2 separate regions of the Sus scrofa genome follow, and region 2 is linked to region 1. The links are chromatin contacts, called in public Hi-C maps. All regions are on one chromosome and are shown on one strand. Each heading gives the region's core, a stretch centred on a gene start, on an enhancer-like site or on the middle of the called end of the contact. The rest is flanking DNA. Distances are from core to core; before and after follow the strand shown. Region 1 overlaps ALDH3A2 (fatty aldehyde dehydrogenase). Region 2 holds the start of MAPK7 (mitogen-activated protein kinase 7).

What was found. Hi-C and Micro-C count contacts between places; a contact is called where the count stands out from the background.
Region 2: a Hi-C map of embryonic fibroblasts shows a contact between it and region 1, with 1.7 times the contacts expected there. The contact joins the promoter of MAPK7 here to the enhancer-like site in region 1. A contact is called at or near these places in 4 of 47 Hi-C or Micro-C datasets (embryonic fibroblasts, epiblast stem cells, heart right ventricle and 1 more).

The regions. Positions count from the first base shown.
Region 1 is chr12:59,932,282-59,939,750 of Sscrofa11.1, forward strand. ALDH3A2 (fatty aldehyde dehydrogenase) reads right to left here. Exons shown (of 11, transcript XR_002337385.1): 11 at 4,557-5,714. LOC100525483 (multidrug and toxin extrusion protein 2) reads left to right here. Exons shown (of 17, transcript XM_021067932.1): 14 at 821-953; 15 at 1,033-1,127; 16 at 2,197-2,281; 17 at 3,074-3,614. The coding sequence ends at 3,497. Among named protein-coding and RNA genes, the nearest start is that of ALDH3A2, 18 kb to the right of the region's middle. Within about 2 kb of position 4,975, at least 26 of the 83 cell types and tissues checked have an H3K27ac peak or open chromatin away from gene starts, as enhancers often do. A contact at or near this core is called in embryonic fibroblasts and subcutaneous adipose tissue, where this site is marked.
Region 2 is chr12:60,144,936-60,152,404 of Sscrofa11.1, forward strand. MAPK7 (mitogen-activated protein kinase 7) reads right to left here and starts at 3,808. Exons shown (of 6, transcript XM_021067952.1): 1 at 3,202-3,808; 2 at 2,500-2,665; 3 at 847-1,925; 4 at 161-747. The coding sequence starts at 3,433.

The DNA of each region.
Region 1 (7,469 bases), core at 3,725-6,224:
CAGGAGCAGAGGTCAGAGTGAGGCCTTTGCTGCTGAGGGCCCATGGGCCAGGAATGTAGGTGCCTCTGCTATCTGGAAAGGAAAGAATTAGGTGCCCCCAGGGGCCTCCACAAGGAACCGCCCTGCCTCTATCATGGACCGTTTCAGCCCTTTAATCTCAGGAGCTGAAATGTGACATACATGTCTTTTTTTTCTTTTTCTTTTTAGGGCCATACCCGAGGCATATGGCGGTTTCCAGGCTAGGGGTCAATTCAGAGCTGCAGCTGCCGGCCTACAGCCACAGCCACGCCAGCTCCAAGCTGCGTATGGGACCTACACCACAGCTTATGGCAATGCCGGATCCTTAACCCACTGAGTGAGGCCAGGCATCAAACCTGCATCCTCATGGATACTAGGCAGATTCGTTACCACTGCGCCACAACAGGAACTCCCACGTGTCTCAGTTTAAACCACCTATATTATTGTTATTATTGTATTATCATAATATAAAAAATATTAGCATCCTTATTAGAAGCTGCTGGTAACCTGCTGCCACAGCAACAGGCATCCAGCCCCCCACACTGTGTCCCGGACCAGCGTGGTGGGGAGAGGCACCCCCTTGCCCAGTCCTGGCAAGGCAGCCACAGTGGGGAGCCCGGGGCTGTGGCCTGGGGAGATGGTGCCGGCAATGCAGCTGCTTCTGGGTAACCCGGGCAGGTGCCCATCCTGGGCCCGTGCCGTGGGCCTGGGCGGCGGCGGGGGTGGGCAGAGACGCAGGTGTAGTCCCGCAGGTCCTCCCGGCGTCAGCCTCGGCGCCCCTGACCCTCCCCTGCCTCCGCAGTGTGTCTACGGCGGGGTCCTCCGAGGAACCGGCAGGCAGGCTTTCGGGGCCATTGTCAACGCCATCATGTACTACGCCGTCGGCCTCCCGCTGGGCATCGTGCTGACCTTTGTGGTCAGGATGGGCATTCTGGGTACGTGGTGTGGGGGGAGCCCGGGGGAGGCCTGGGAGGCCGTCGTCGGAGGCGCCCATCGGTCACCTGTGTCCCGCAGGCCTCTGGCTGGGCATGCTGGCCTGCGCCCTGCTGGCCGCTGTCGCCTTTGTCACCTACACGGCGCGGATGGACTGGAAGCAGGCTGCAGAGGAGGTGAGTGGCGGGTCCCTGGGGTGGGCGTCAGAGGGCCCCCCGTGCCGCAGCATCGGCTCCGTCGCCGCCTCCAGACCCCAGGTGGTGCAGTGTCAGCGGGGGCCCCTCAAGCTGCAAAGCGAAACCCCGCCAGACACTGCCCCCTGCAGCCCTGCTGCCAAAGGCCGAGCTGAGCAAAGGGCTCCGGCCCGCTGCCCCCGGGGGAGCCCCGAGGGTGGCCGGGACTCGGGGAGAGGTAATGGCAGCAGCCTGTCCACATGCTCTTGGAAAAGCTCAAACAGGGCAGGCTGGCACTGGCCTTTCTGACACACTTAGGCCACAGCAGAGGCTGAAGGCCAGGTGTGGAGGGTGGCCTTGGACTGTGGATCAAGTTCTCCTGGCGTCTGAGACGGCAGATTAACAGAGATTGCAAACACCACCGCTGGAAAGCCTCCCAGTTGTGAACACAGGCTGACCTCACTTTATTGCAATTCAGACACTGCAGTTTCTCCAAGTTCAAGGTGATCCTGCACTGAGCAGGTCCGTGGGCGCTGTGTTCCCAGCGGCAGTTGCTCCCTTTGTGACTCTGTGTCACATGTGGCTAATCCTCAGCACATTTCAAACTTTCTTCTTCTTATTCTGTCCTTAAATTGAGGTGTGATCTGTTACTATTGCAAAAAGGTGGTGACTCAGTGAAGGCTCTGAAGACGGTAGTAATTTTTAGCAACAAAGTACTTTTTCTTTTGGTTGTACCCATGGCATGTGGATGCAAGTTACAGGCCAGGGACTGAGTCCTTACCCCGCTGAGCTACCAGGGAACTCCAGAGTGAAGTGTTTTTTAATTAAGGATTTTTTTTTAGGTATAACGCTATTGCACGCTTAACCAACTGCAGTATAGTGCAAATGCAACTTTTACATGCGCCAGGAAACCAGAAAACCCTGTGCACATTGTGATGTGTGCTCTATTGCGGGGACCTGGGGCCTCCGAGGCATGGCCAGGTGTGGCTGGGTCCTGCTCAGCCCGCAGGGCGTTCAAGGTGAGGCAGGAGCACGGAGGCCGGCAGGCTGACCCAGGCGCCTCTCTCTCCAGGCTCAGAAAAACGTGGGGCTGCCGCCGAGGAGCACCGAGAGCACGGCCCCCAGGCCCGGGCCCGAGAAAGTGGTCACGTCTTCAGGTAACAGACCCTGGGTGTTGCTTTTCCCCCTCAGTGTGATGGAACATGCGTCCTAAGTGCCAGGAGGGCCAGTGGACGTCTGCCGTCTAAGCAGGTCCCGGGAAGCAGGTCCCCTATGTCCTGGCCTGGGGGGCAGTGGGCCTCGGTCCCATCTCAGGTGGGGAAGCGCTTAGGTCCCCTCCTCGTCCTGCAGCTGGAGAGGAGGGACGAGGTCAGGGCCTGGGCCGCCAGGGCCTAGAGCGTGCGGTCACCGGTGGCCGCATCCCAGCCTGCAGCTGGCTGTCCAGGCAGGTCAGCCTGGCTCCACTAACTAGCCTGGGGTGGGGGCACCTTCTGTCTGTCTCTCTGCACCTCATCAGACAGGCACTTCTTAAATATGTCGTCTGCGCGATCAGGTGACAGCCTGGCTCAGGTCCCAGGTGCTCTGCCGCCCCGAGGGATGCTGAGCGCCAGGTGGGCATGGCCACAGCCCAGAGCCCTGGTCACCTAGGCGCCTCACCTTGGCCTGGGCTGGGCGTCGATGGGTGCAGCAGGGAGCCTGGGCCATGACCAGGACGTCGTGAGGCAGCACGAAACGTGCCGTCCGAAGTCGCCGGTGAAAGTTCCCGACCATGTGTCAGATGTCACCACCCAGGCTCAGGCCCACATGGCGTCTGATCCCAGCTTGGCCTGGGCGTCAGATCTGCAGTTTAAGATGCTCTCCCACGTGACTCCGCCCTCTGACCCTGCCGTGCAGCCCAGGCCGGGCCTCCCCCGCCCTGCGGCTGAGCCTGCCCCCATTTGCCTCTGCAGTGGCCACAGGCAGCCCTCCTGGCGTGACCCTGACGACATACTCCAGGCCCGAGTGCCACCTGGCCCTCTCGGGGACTCCAGAGGCAGCGCAGGCTCTGCCGGCTCCTTCCAGCAGACTGTCAGCCACGCAGCTGGCCCTGCGCCGCGGGGCTGCCCTGGGGGTGGCGGTAGCCACGCTGCTGGCCGGGCTGCTCATCAGGGTCCTGATAGCCAGGCCCTAGCCCGACAGCTGGACACAGGAAGGAGGCGAGGGCAGGCGCCCACCCATCAGAGCACCGATGGGACCCGGGAGCGGGGGGCGCCTGGGGCCACCCCCAAAACCAGGCCTCCCTGCAGGGACGCCTCTGGGACAGGGACTCGGCTTCGCGGCAGATCGCCTGGTCCTCTGACTCGGACTGCTCTTCAGACGACACCAGCCAGTTGAGCGATGGCCCTCGGGTGTCGCTACTGTTACTCAGTAATGTAAATGGTTTCAGACGGGAGATTTCGAATCAAAATTGCAAACGTGGCTGTAACATTAAAAAGTACGTGTTTCTAGGCAGTTGGCTGCAACCCCCATCCGCGTCCTGCGCACGCGCGCCCTGCAGGTGGGGGCGGGGCGGTCGCCTAAGCCCCGCCCCACTTCCGCCAGCCCTTCCTTGGCATCCGCGTTGTCACTTGTCGCAGACCTTGAGAAACCGCCTCTTTCGGCAGCGCTGGGATACAAACAAGGCCCGTGAAACCCGGATGGTTTGGCCACGTGGCTTCAGGATGGACTGTGGCGCTGCCCCATGTTCTAGGATGCTTCTGAGCCTGGGGACAGGCTCCAGGCCGCGCCCCGCCGCCCGGGGCGGGGGCCGTGTGGCCTCTGTCACCACTATCCCTGCGGCGTCGGTGGCAATGAACACGTTGGCCAAATGGCCAGTAGGGGAAAGGGTGTGTGAACCCCGGTGCCAAAGCATCCCCGTGCTGTGGTTCCAGCCCCCAAAGCCGGCACCCTCGCCTGTGACACAAATAGCTTAGCTCGCGCCCCTAAAGCAAGGGGCCAGGGGCAGCGCCATCGTGTGTCCTGAGAGCGAGGACTGAGGCAGGGGTTGGGGCTGCAGGAAGTCTGGGAAACCACAGGCGCCAGCGCGGCTCAGGTTCTGAAGCCCCCAGACTGCAAGCACCCTGCTGGGTGCTCTGGCCACGCGGGCGGCAGGGGATCGGGGTGGGGCTGGCGTCCTGGGAATGTGCCCGTGGTCAGCACGTGGGAGAGGAGAACACAGTGGGGAAAAACCCACTCGCTGTGGAGACGACTTGAAAAAGCAAAGACCTACGAGTGACCAGGTAAAGCTTGAGAAGATCTTCTTGGGTGAGAACTTAAAAGGAGAAAGCCGGACCTAAAGACAGCTGGCCACGGGCCATCGTTGGGGGATAAAGGCAAAACATGGATTCAGAGTTGGAGAAAGCGTAGACGTGTCTCCCACAGAGCAGCTCTGAATAACCAGCATTTTTATCATAATTCATGGCAGTTTCACTAAATGTATTTATTTCGAAGCAGAATCTACTAGTAGACAAGTCAGTATCGTTTAGCTAGAAAGTGATGTACAATCGAATGTATCAAATGAACATTCCGTGGTGGAGTTTTGTCTGAGATGCCTTGTGCTTCTGACAGGTGGAGCCCGTCTCAGCAGCTTGTTCCTAAACCAGCCTCGTGACTAATTCTTGACACCTCGCCCTGTGAGGCAACATCCTCCAGACAGACGCCTAATGAGACGCAAAACACACTCATCCCCCAGAGTGAATTATACGTCCTGTAAAGTGAGTCACATTTGCCGATTCAGTGGTGGATTTTGCCAAGCACGTGCATGCGTGCGTGTAGGGGTTGGGGGTGGAGGAAGTGGGGCCTGTGGCCAGGACCCGCCCCAGGCTCTTTGTGAGACTTTCCATTTGGCTAAAGAACCCCGGCGCTTCCTGTCTTCTGTCCCCTTCCGTGGGGCCCGCGCTGTCCTCGCAGAGTTTACAAGCACTTTTGTTACAGCGTTAAAATGCACGTTAGGGTTTAAATTCTGCAGCAGCTCCACTTGAGGAGGGCAGATGAAAGCCGCGTGCACGCGTTGGCCGCTGTCTTCCAGGAAGCCTTAGGACGCACTGGACGCTCTAGCGACGTCGGAAACCGAGTGTGGACAGCCACAAGGGACCGTCGCACCCCAAGCACAGGACAGGACGGAGCAGAGACGAGAAAGGGAGATGCCCGCGGGTCTGGTCTTCAAGTCTCAATGGTGAGCGACGGGGACCCCAGCCCGACCCTAGCTCGAGGGCCTCGAACCTGGAATGGAGGCTGGGAAGGCCTGGAAACCAGGGCGGGGCTGGCTCTGGAAGGTTTCCGGGTGATGCTTCGCGGGGGGGGGAGTGGGCGCTGCTCCCCAGCCCAGGGCTCCAGGGCCCGGGACCCAGCGGGATGGGGTCCTCCCAGGACCCTTAGCCCTGGGTGGGGGCGTGGGGCTCTGGCTGGAAAGACAGTGAGTGGCAGTGACTCTCAGGTTCCATCACGGTGCGTTTGTGTATCTTCTACTATTTTTGGTAGGATTTAAAAATTATTGGTTCATTAGCTGTTTAATAGAAAAATGGAAGAGACAAGGCGTCGGCAGCACAGGCAGCTCCTTCAGCGGTATCCAGCCTGGGGAGAGGAGAGAGGTGTCCGGTCACCTGCAGGCTCACACCCACCCGCCCTGCCCTGGATCGGGGCCCTAACAGGTACCTCCTGCGCCACTTCCTAGGAGCCTCTAAAGGGCCCGGGTACCCCGAGGAGTCTAGTGTGGGGGGCTGAGGATGAGCAGTGAGGCCTCCCCCGAGAACGGCAGCAACAGGACAGGAGGAGAGGAGACAGGGTGCTGGGCCAGGGCGAGACAGGAGTGGAAGGGACTCATTCGCCGGCCAAGGTGGGGAGCAGGGGGCTGCGTCTGCACGAGCTCCGACCGTGACGCACCGTTTGCTCCCCAGACTCCTGGGTGCGCGCGGGATTTCACCAGCGCCCCTGAGGTTTCAGAAGCTGCCCATCCTCAGAGTTCAGACGTCTCGTTTAATTTTCAAAGGCCTAACGACCCCGATTCATTTTAACTTTTTATAGTCCTCAACTTTTTAAAGCTCTTCCAGTGCCTTCTGTAGCTTATGTCGAGTTTTGCTGGGACTTGACTGTGTGTGTGTGTGTGTGTATTTTTGGCCAAGGCGTGATGTGGGATCTCAGTTCCCAGACCAGGGACTGAACCCTGGGCCACAGCGGTAACAGTGATAAGCCCTCACCAGTAGACCACCAGGGAACTCCCCCCGCCCCGACCGCGCGCCTTCTCTTGAGATCTGAGCCCGTGGATTATGGAAATATGCTCTGTGTGGCCCACCCAGGGCCCAGGCTAGTAACCTTGGAGGAAAGCTGGTTTCTGGAAACTCGCTTCGGGCAGCGAGTACTGTGAACTTAGAGCTCTTTTCAAATTGCTTGAGATGGGCTGAATTCAGGCGGCAGCCCCTGGTGTTACGGCGATGGGAGGCAGAGGAATGGGAGAGACGGTTGTTTGCCACCTGGGAGTGGGGCGCAGTGGCTTCTGTGTACTTCTGTACATATTTTTAAGTGGACAGAGAAAATCCCCCTCAACTGAGGTTCAAGGTGCTCCTGCTGGATTGATAGTCGCTGCTTCCTATTTCCATTCTAACACCAGTCAAGTGATATTAAAATCATACCCAAGGAAGTTCCCAGCAGTAATGAGCCTGACTAGCATCCATGAGAACGCGGGTTCAATCCCTGGCCTTAGATCCTGGATGGAGGATCTGGCGTTGCCGTGAGCTGTGGTGTAGGTCACAGACACGGCTCAGATCCCGCATTGCTCTGGCTGTGGTGTAGGCCGGCGGCTACAGCTCCGATTCAGCCCCTAGCCTGGGAGCCTCCATATGCAGCAGGTTCGGCCCTGAAAAGCAAGAAAAAAAAAAGCCCCCCCCAAAATCATATCCAAGTATACAAACAAATAACTACAAAGTGCAAAAAAGCAATTTCAGGAAAATGTGTGGCAATTACAGCCAATAAAGCTTTCTCAAGTAAATGTACAGTTTAGATTCAGAATCGTTTTTTTTTTTTAATTTTTTGGACCACACCCACAGCATGCAGGGATTGAGCCCAAGCCACGGTAGTGACAATGCCCAATCCTTAACCTGCTGAGCTACCAGGGAAACCCTCAAGAGTCATTTTTTAAAAGTAAGAAGTGATTTGAGAAAGATGATTAAAGCCTCAAGAGCAGAGCAGAGAAGCAGCAAAGAGGAAAAACCTCAAAGCTTGACCCGGTTCCGGCTCCCAGGAAGGAGAGCAGGGAGGTGGGGCTGCCGGGGCACCGGCCTCCCTCGCACCCCCACCCTCCTGCGGACGAGCAGAGGCTGAGGCCTAAGGACG
Region 2 (7,469 bases), core at 2,558-5,057, 210 kb after region 1:
GCTGGTGCCCCCAAAGACCCGAGTTCCTTCTGGGAGCAAGGGGACCCGTCAGGAGGGATGGTGCCCCGCCTGCCGCTCGGTTCGCACAGAACAAGGGCCTCCCAAACCCTCCCCCTAGGCTCAGATCCGCGTGCGCCCACAGCCAGGCCTCTCCCCTCACCTGTGACTTGGACAGTTGCTGGGTCACGAGGGTGACGTCGGGGGACTCTGAGGTGGAGGGTTGAGGGACGCCCCCGGGGTCTGGAGGGGGTGGGCCAGAGGGGAAATAAGGCAGAACGCTCAGGCCGCTGGGGCCGGGCAGCCCAGGGGGAGGCACCAGCGACGGCGGGGCCAGGAGGCCGGAGGAGGCAGCGGTTTGGAGTGGAGCAGGCCCAGGCCCAGGGCCCGGGGCCGGGCAGGCAGGCTGCGGCGGGGGCGCAGCGGGCTGGGCTGCGGGGCCAGAGGGTGGGCTGGGAGGCCGGGCTGGCAGCGGCCCTGGAGCGGGGGCCGGGGGCCGGGCCATGCGAGTCCAGCGCTCCAGCAGGCTGCGATCATTGTCGCTGAGCACCAGCCCGGCCAAGGGGTCGGCGGAGGGGCCCCCCGAGGCCCCGGCTCCCCGCTCCTTGCGCTCCCGCTCCTGCCGCCGCTTTTCCCGCTCCTTGGCTCGCTCCTGCCGCCGCCGCCGCTTCTCCTCCCGCTCGCGCTGGCGCTCCTGGGCTGTCACCGGCTTGCGAGGCTCAGGAGCTTCCAGGGGGGCGCTGGGGCCATCTGTGGGGAAGACGGGCAGGGTGACACTAAGAGCCCGTCCAGGCTGGGGGGGGTCCCCTCGGCCCCACTCCCCAGCCAGCCACCGCCTCTGCCACGCACCTCGGAGCCGGCTCTGCAAGGACTTGAGCAGGGCGGCCTTGAGGGCGGCCTTGGTGTTGTCCGAGATGGCACCCTCCCTCTTTGGAGGGGCTGGCTCACTGGCCGGCGGGGGTGGCTGCAGGGTCAGATCGATGGTGTCGGGCGCAGGGCCGGTGCACGGCAGTGGGGCCGGCGGAGGGGACTCCATGGCACAGTCCCCGCTGGGAGCCCAGGGACTGGGCATCTCAACGTCGGGGCAGCCGGGCTCACTGGCCACAGGCTGCAGGGAAGGCTGGAAGCGGATCTGCTGGCGGATGCCCTCTCGCCGCGCGTGGAAGTCCTCGATCTCGGCCACAATGGCCTCCTTGATGCGCTCCCGGGTGAGGGCTTCACGGTCAAAGGCAAAGTCAAAGGGCGGGGCACAGTCGGGCTCGTCATCCGGGTCGTGGTACTTGGCCAGGAAGGGGTGACGGAGGGCGGCAGCGGCTGAGATGCGGGCACTGGGCTCAAAACGCAGCATGTGGCCCAGAAGGGAGAGGGCCTGGCGGTCGGCCCCCGGGTACACGGTCTCCCAGGGCACGGGCTGGCGAGGCGGCAGGCTCTGGATGTAGGCCCGCACCCGCTCCGCCCCCACGGCCTGAATCACGGCCGGCGACGGGGTGCCCAGCACCATCATGATCAGCTGCAGCTGGTGCACGTAGTTTTTGCCCGGGAAGAGCTGGCGCCGGGCCAGCATCTCCCCAAAGATGCAGCCCACGGACCACAGGTCGATGGCCTGCGTGTACTCGTGCAGCGAGAGCATGAGCTCGGGGGCGCGGTACCAGCGCGTGGCCACGTACTCGGTCATGAAGTACTGGTGCTCCGCGGGCGAGGTGCACAGGCCGCGGGCCATGCCAAAGTCCCCGATCTTCAGCTCGCAGTTCTCATTCACCAGCAGGTTGGACGGCTTGAGGTCGCGGTGGATGACCTGAGCCGAGTGCATGTACTTGAGGCCCCGCAGCAGCTGGTACAGGAAGTAGCGCACGTGCTCCAGCGTCAGCGGCTGCGAGGAGTGGATGATCTGGTGCAGGTCGCTCTCCATCAGGTCCAGGACCACGTAGCTGAGGGCAGGGGAGAGGCGGGGGGCGGGGGGTCCTGGTGACGCTCCAGCCCCATCCTCACCCAGCTCTCCCAGCTCCAGACGGGTCGGGGCCTAACTCTCAGATGCTGTAGGCGCCACCCAGGTGGTGTGAAGATTCTAGATGTCCTACAACTTTCCATGAACTTAAGGGAAACTACTAGTGTCGCCACCAGAGAAAAGGTGGGCTTGGGCTAAACCCGCCTGGCCAATAGGTTTTGTCGGGGGAGGTCTGGTAGTGGCTCATGGAAGACGGTGATGGAGACGGGAGGGGCTTCCGTAGTCTGTGATTGATTAGTGATGTCTGCTAGGGGAGCAGCCATGGTAGACACGGAATGCGGGGCTTCCCTCTGCCAGCCCGCGCGTTGCCATCCTACGCAGCTACCTCACGCTCTTCCGGAGGAATCTCGGGTGGCCCCGGCAAAACCCCAAGGGAGCCCTGGTCTTGGGATGGTGGGAGGTTGCCCAGCCTGCCTTGCACAAGGTCCAGAACTTGAGCGCTATGGCCCCAGCCTTCCGAAAAGGTGCCCGCTCTGCCTCCCGCCGCCCCTCCTTACACAGACTTGAACTCGCCGTAGGGCACGGTGGGCCTCAGGATGTCCTTGATGGCGATGATGTTGTCGTGCTTGAAGTGCTTGAGGATCTTCAGCTCCCGGAGGGTCCGCTTGGCGTTGGTCACCACGTCAAAAGCGTTAGGGATCTTCTTGATGGCCACCTGCTGGCCTGGGGCGCAGGGAAAGCGGATGCCCTGAGGGACCTTGGCGGAGCTCGGAGTGGCGCGCGGCCCCTTTCACCCCCTCCCTTCTAAGACGCAGGGACAACAGCTTCCCTGCACCGAGCGCCTACTGTGTGCCCGGTCCTGGGCTCAGCACAGCACCTGCACCACCAGCTGCCCCTCCTCCTCTCCCCGGCAGGTGCTCAGAGCCCACGAAGACACGTGGAGCCGGGGCTCCCTGCGGGCGGCGCTGCCAGCCGGCGAGGGGTAGAGTCTAGACTCCAACGCCGTGCTAGCGCCCTGCTCGGCCCATCTCTGCCCCCAGCTATGGCACCGCCAACCGCCTGCGCCAGCCTCGGCTCCGGAACACGTTCCGGGAAATCTGCACCCTGGTCTCACCCGGACGCTCGACTTTCTGAGGAGGACGCGAACCGATGCGCTGGCACCCACCGCGCCGGGGCTGCAGAGACCTGGGCCCTGCACAAGCGGGCACCGGGCGCCTGGCCCCCAGTGTGCACACCCCGGCCCGCCCGCCGGCGCTCACCCGTGAGGCGGCGGCGCGCGGAAGACACCACCCCGTAGGCCCCGTTGCCGATGGTCTCGATGATCTCGTACTCGTCCCCCACGTCGAAGGTCACGTCGAAGGAGCGGGCCTTCAGCAGAGCCAGGTTCTTGGCCGCCACGGAGGCGGCGGGGCCGGCGGGTTCCGCCTTCACCGGCCCGGGGGGCTCCCCGGAGCCGTCCTCGCCGTCTTCCTCCTTCAGGGGCTCGGCCATGGCGTCTGCGCGGAAACGCTGGGGAAGAGGGGCCCGCCGCCGGGCTCAGGGGCCCCGCACCCGGCCGGCCCGAGCGAGCGATGCGCGCAGCCCGCGTCCCCCACCGCGCGCGCGGGCCCCGGGCTCAGGTCCGCGCGGGGCGCGGGGTCGGCGGTGGGGGAGGTGCCGCGAGGCGCGGTCCAGGAAGAAAGCGAGGGGCGGGGCGCCCGCTCTTCTCGGGCCGCGCTCGGCGCCCGGCGCCTCACCCCGACGCCGCCCGAGCCCTGGAGGTCGCGGGCCCCCGCCTCCTGGGGTCCCCGGCCTCCCGGCCCCCGGTCGGGGTGGGGGACCCGAAGACCCTCCCGCTCCCTAGACCGCCGCCTCCACCACCACCTCAGCGGCGCGCATTCTGCCGGGCCGGTCCCCGCCCCGCCCCCCGAGACCACGCCTCCGCAGGCTCTGGCCAATCCCTGGATGGCCTCGGCGGAGGCACCCACCCCTTCCACTGGCTGAGCCCAATCCGGGCCCCCCTGCCGAGGAAGCCCCGCCTCCACCAGCGCGCGCACCGCCGGCCAGTCCGCTGGCGGGAGCCGCCCAGCAGGCACTCGGCGCTCCACAGGGGCGCTGCGGCCTGGCGCCGGCCTCGCACGCATGCGCGCTGGCAGCCCCGGGCGCCGCGAGACTGGGAGGCACCGCCCCCCGCGCGCGCGCTCCCCACGGGCAGGGGCATCTGCGCCCAGCTGCCGCGGCTGGTCCCGGGAGCTTGGGGGGATGAGGTGGCCGGATGCCACCCTGGCGGCCGCATCGGGACGTCCTCCTCCTTTAGGCGCCTCTTCCCTTGTCAGCCCCTACCTACCACCCCTGGGGTTACGTCCTCCGTTTCCCCGATGGGTCCCGGGAACCCAACGCTGGGAATCTGTCATCCCAGGTAGCCGGTGGTCGGCCACATCCCACCAGAGATCCCGGTCCTCCGGTGGCTGGTCCTCTCCGCTCAGCTTCCGGCGGCCCGGGGCCTCGGCCTCGGGCGCGACCCCTCCGCAGGGTGGCTGGGTGCAGCGACTCCCGCGCCGAGGCTGCGGGGCAGCAGACAGGCCCGCAGGGTCAGCTGTGCCCGGAGAGGGCAGGGCGGGGCCCGAGCCGATGCGGCGCCCCAGGCCGCAGGGGACCCGATGGCTGGCTGTGTGACCGTCCCGTCTGATCCGGGAATAAAGCAGAAAGTATCAGAAGAGGTTGACAAACTGTGAATCGTTCAAGTGCTTCCTCTGCATGTTTTAGCTGGGATGGGTAGACAAGTTACAGGCATTCTCTGGCAACAACTCCGTTTCTCACTCACTTTTGAATGCGCCATGAGCTGCTTTACTTCCACCGTGACTCCGTCCTGGAAAAGCCATCAATCACCTTTTTTTTTTTTTCTTTTAGCCACGCCTGAGGCATGCGGAAGTTCCCAGGCCAGGGATCAAACCCAAGCTACATCAGTGACAACATTGGATCCTTAACCCGCTGAGACACCAGGGAACTCCAAAGTCATCAGTTAACCAACATTCTTCAGCCTTGCCTTATGAGCTCGCTGCATCTGACAACTGACTACTTTGAGAAAAAGTTGTTTCACATGGCTCAAAACTCAAACAATACTCAAGTGAAAAAAATCTTGGTCTCTCTCCCTCTTTTTTTTTTTTTTTTTTTTTTTTTTTGCTATCTCAGGGCCGCACCCGTGGCATATGGAGGTTCCCAGGCTAGGGGTCCAATGGGAGCTGTAGCCACCAGCTTACACCACAGTCACAGCAACGCAGGATCCGAGCCACCTCTGTGGCCTACACCATAGCTCAGGACAATGCCGGGTCCTTAACCCACTGAGTAAGACCAGGGATAGAACCTGCAACTTCATGGTTCCTAGTCAGATTCGTTAACCACTGCACCATGACGGGAACTCCATTAATATACATTCTTATCCACCTCCCCTTTACAAGAGATAACAAATCATTTACTCTTTTCCTGATGATCACTGAGTATCAAAGCTAGGGGGATCTCTCACTCTTTAACAGCTTTTTTGAGATACAATTTTCATACCATAAAACATATACTGCGTACAGTTCAGTATGTGGATTTAGTGTGTCCGCAGAGTTGTGCAACCATCACCACTGCCTGATTTCACAACATTTTTGTCACCCCACCCCCAAAAAACCCCATCAGTCACTCATTTCCCCTCACCCGGCCCCTGGAAGCCACTGATCTATTTCCTGTCTCTGGACTTGCCTATTCTGGATGCTTCCCATCAATGGAATCCTATGTTTGTGACCTTCTGTGCCTGACTTCTTTCACTCGGTATAACATTTTCAAGTTTCCTCCTTGTTGTGGCATGTGTCAACCTTTTTTTATTTTTCTTTTTCAGACATTTAGAGTCCTTCAAAACTTTTGCTATGGCAAACCAAGTGACGATAACATTATCCTGAACACCTCATTCTGAGTGTATAAAATACCCAGAGGTGGGAGTATGCCAAGTTAAAGAGTATTGCACTTGCGATTTTTTTTTTTTTTCTTTTTTGGCTGCACCCCGTGGCACATGGACATTCCTGGCCCAGGGAGCGAATCTGAGCCGCAGTGGTGGCAACGCCAGATCCCTTAACCGGCCACGCCACAGCGGGAAATCCACTCTTGTGATGTTCATGTGTGACGTCACATTCCTGTCCTTAGAAGTGACACCAGTTGGGATTCTTTCCCGAGCAGTGCGCAAGAATGAGCCACAGGAGGACCCGGCGTTGCTGTCGCTCTGGTTGTTGCTGTGGCTTGGGTTCCACCCCTGGCCCAGGAATGTCCCCACGCACAGGCAAGGCCAAAATATAAATAAATAAATAAATAAATAAATAAATAAAAAGCCTGAAATCGTTTGCCCGTGTTAACAAGGGGGAGACATCCCCTCAAAATCCTGATGTCTGGTTTCTTGTGGAAAAAGTCAGATCTGTCCACAAAAGCTGCATTTCCACAAGGTGTTAGTGGACGGTAACCGGGCAGCAGCCCCACCACTGAAAGGGGGGGGGCTCTCCGGCTCACCCCAGTCCCCATGGCTCCCCGACCGCCTCCCCAGCAAAGGCTGACGGTCCCACGGCATGTATCGCTGTTCATGGACCACTGTTCTTACATCTTATCAAGAGCAGGAAACAGGGAGGCTGGGAGGGCACGTCTCAAAAAAGGAGGAGAAGAGGAAGAAGAGGCCAAGGGCAGCCCTCGGGGGCACAACGACCACCCGTTTACAGACCCGGGCTCAGCCCTCCGGGCCGCATGCACGTCCAGGGTCGCCCGCAGAGGGCGCGGGGGGAGCACAGGGCACATCCGAGGACAGAAAGACCTGCGTGGAAGCGGCCGGCAGAGGGTCACATAAGGTGACGGGCCGAGAGGGAGGGCAGAGGCCCTGTCCTCGGGCTGCAAGCGGGACGGTGGGACCTTCCTGGCTCTAAGAAATGACAGCCAGGAAAGCCCCAGGCCCTGGCCTGGCCCTTCAGAGGCGCTGGTCCAGCCATGGTCACTCCCGTGGCCGCCCCACCCCAGACCCAGGGGCATCGGAGCCGTGTCTCGGGGGTGTGCACCCCTGCACCTTCGCCTTCTTCCAGGCGGAGTCCTGGTTTACAGCTGAGAAATGGGCTCAGCGGGAGTGGGAGAAGGTGGGCTCCCCGGCCCCCCTGCCGCCGGGACTTCCTGTACCCAAGTCCCCTCTCCCGACACAGACACGCCCCTCTGATGCAGCCGTGAGTCACCCGTGAGTGGCTGGGGTGCGGCCAGAGGCAGCTCACACCCGCTGCCGTCTGCAGAGGCCAAGGAAGCTGCTCCAGGGCCCACTCTCTGGAGAGCAGATGCTTGTCAGCCTGTAGCTCCTCCGGGTCCCTCGCCCTCCCGCTCCTGCCGCCATCAGAGAGGGTAACCCATGGGCACTGTGGACAGAATGAACCCTGCCAAGAAGGGCACCCGCAGAGCGGAAGAACCTGCAAAGAACACTGGCTGCTCTCAGCGGGGCCCTCAGGCACTAGGAGGACAGGGTGGTGAGGGGCGTTTGGGAACCAGAACT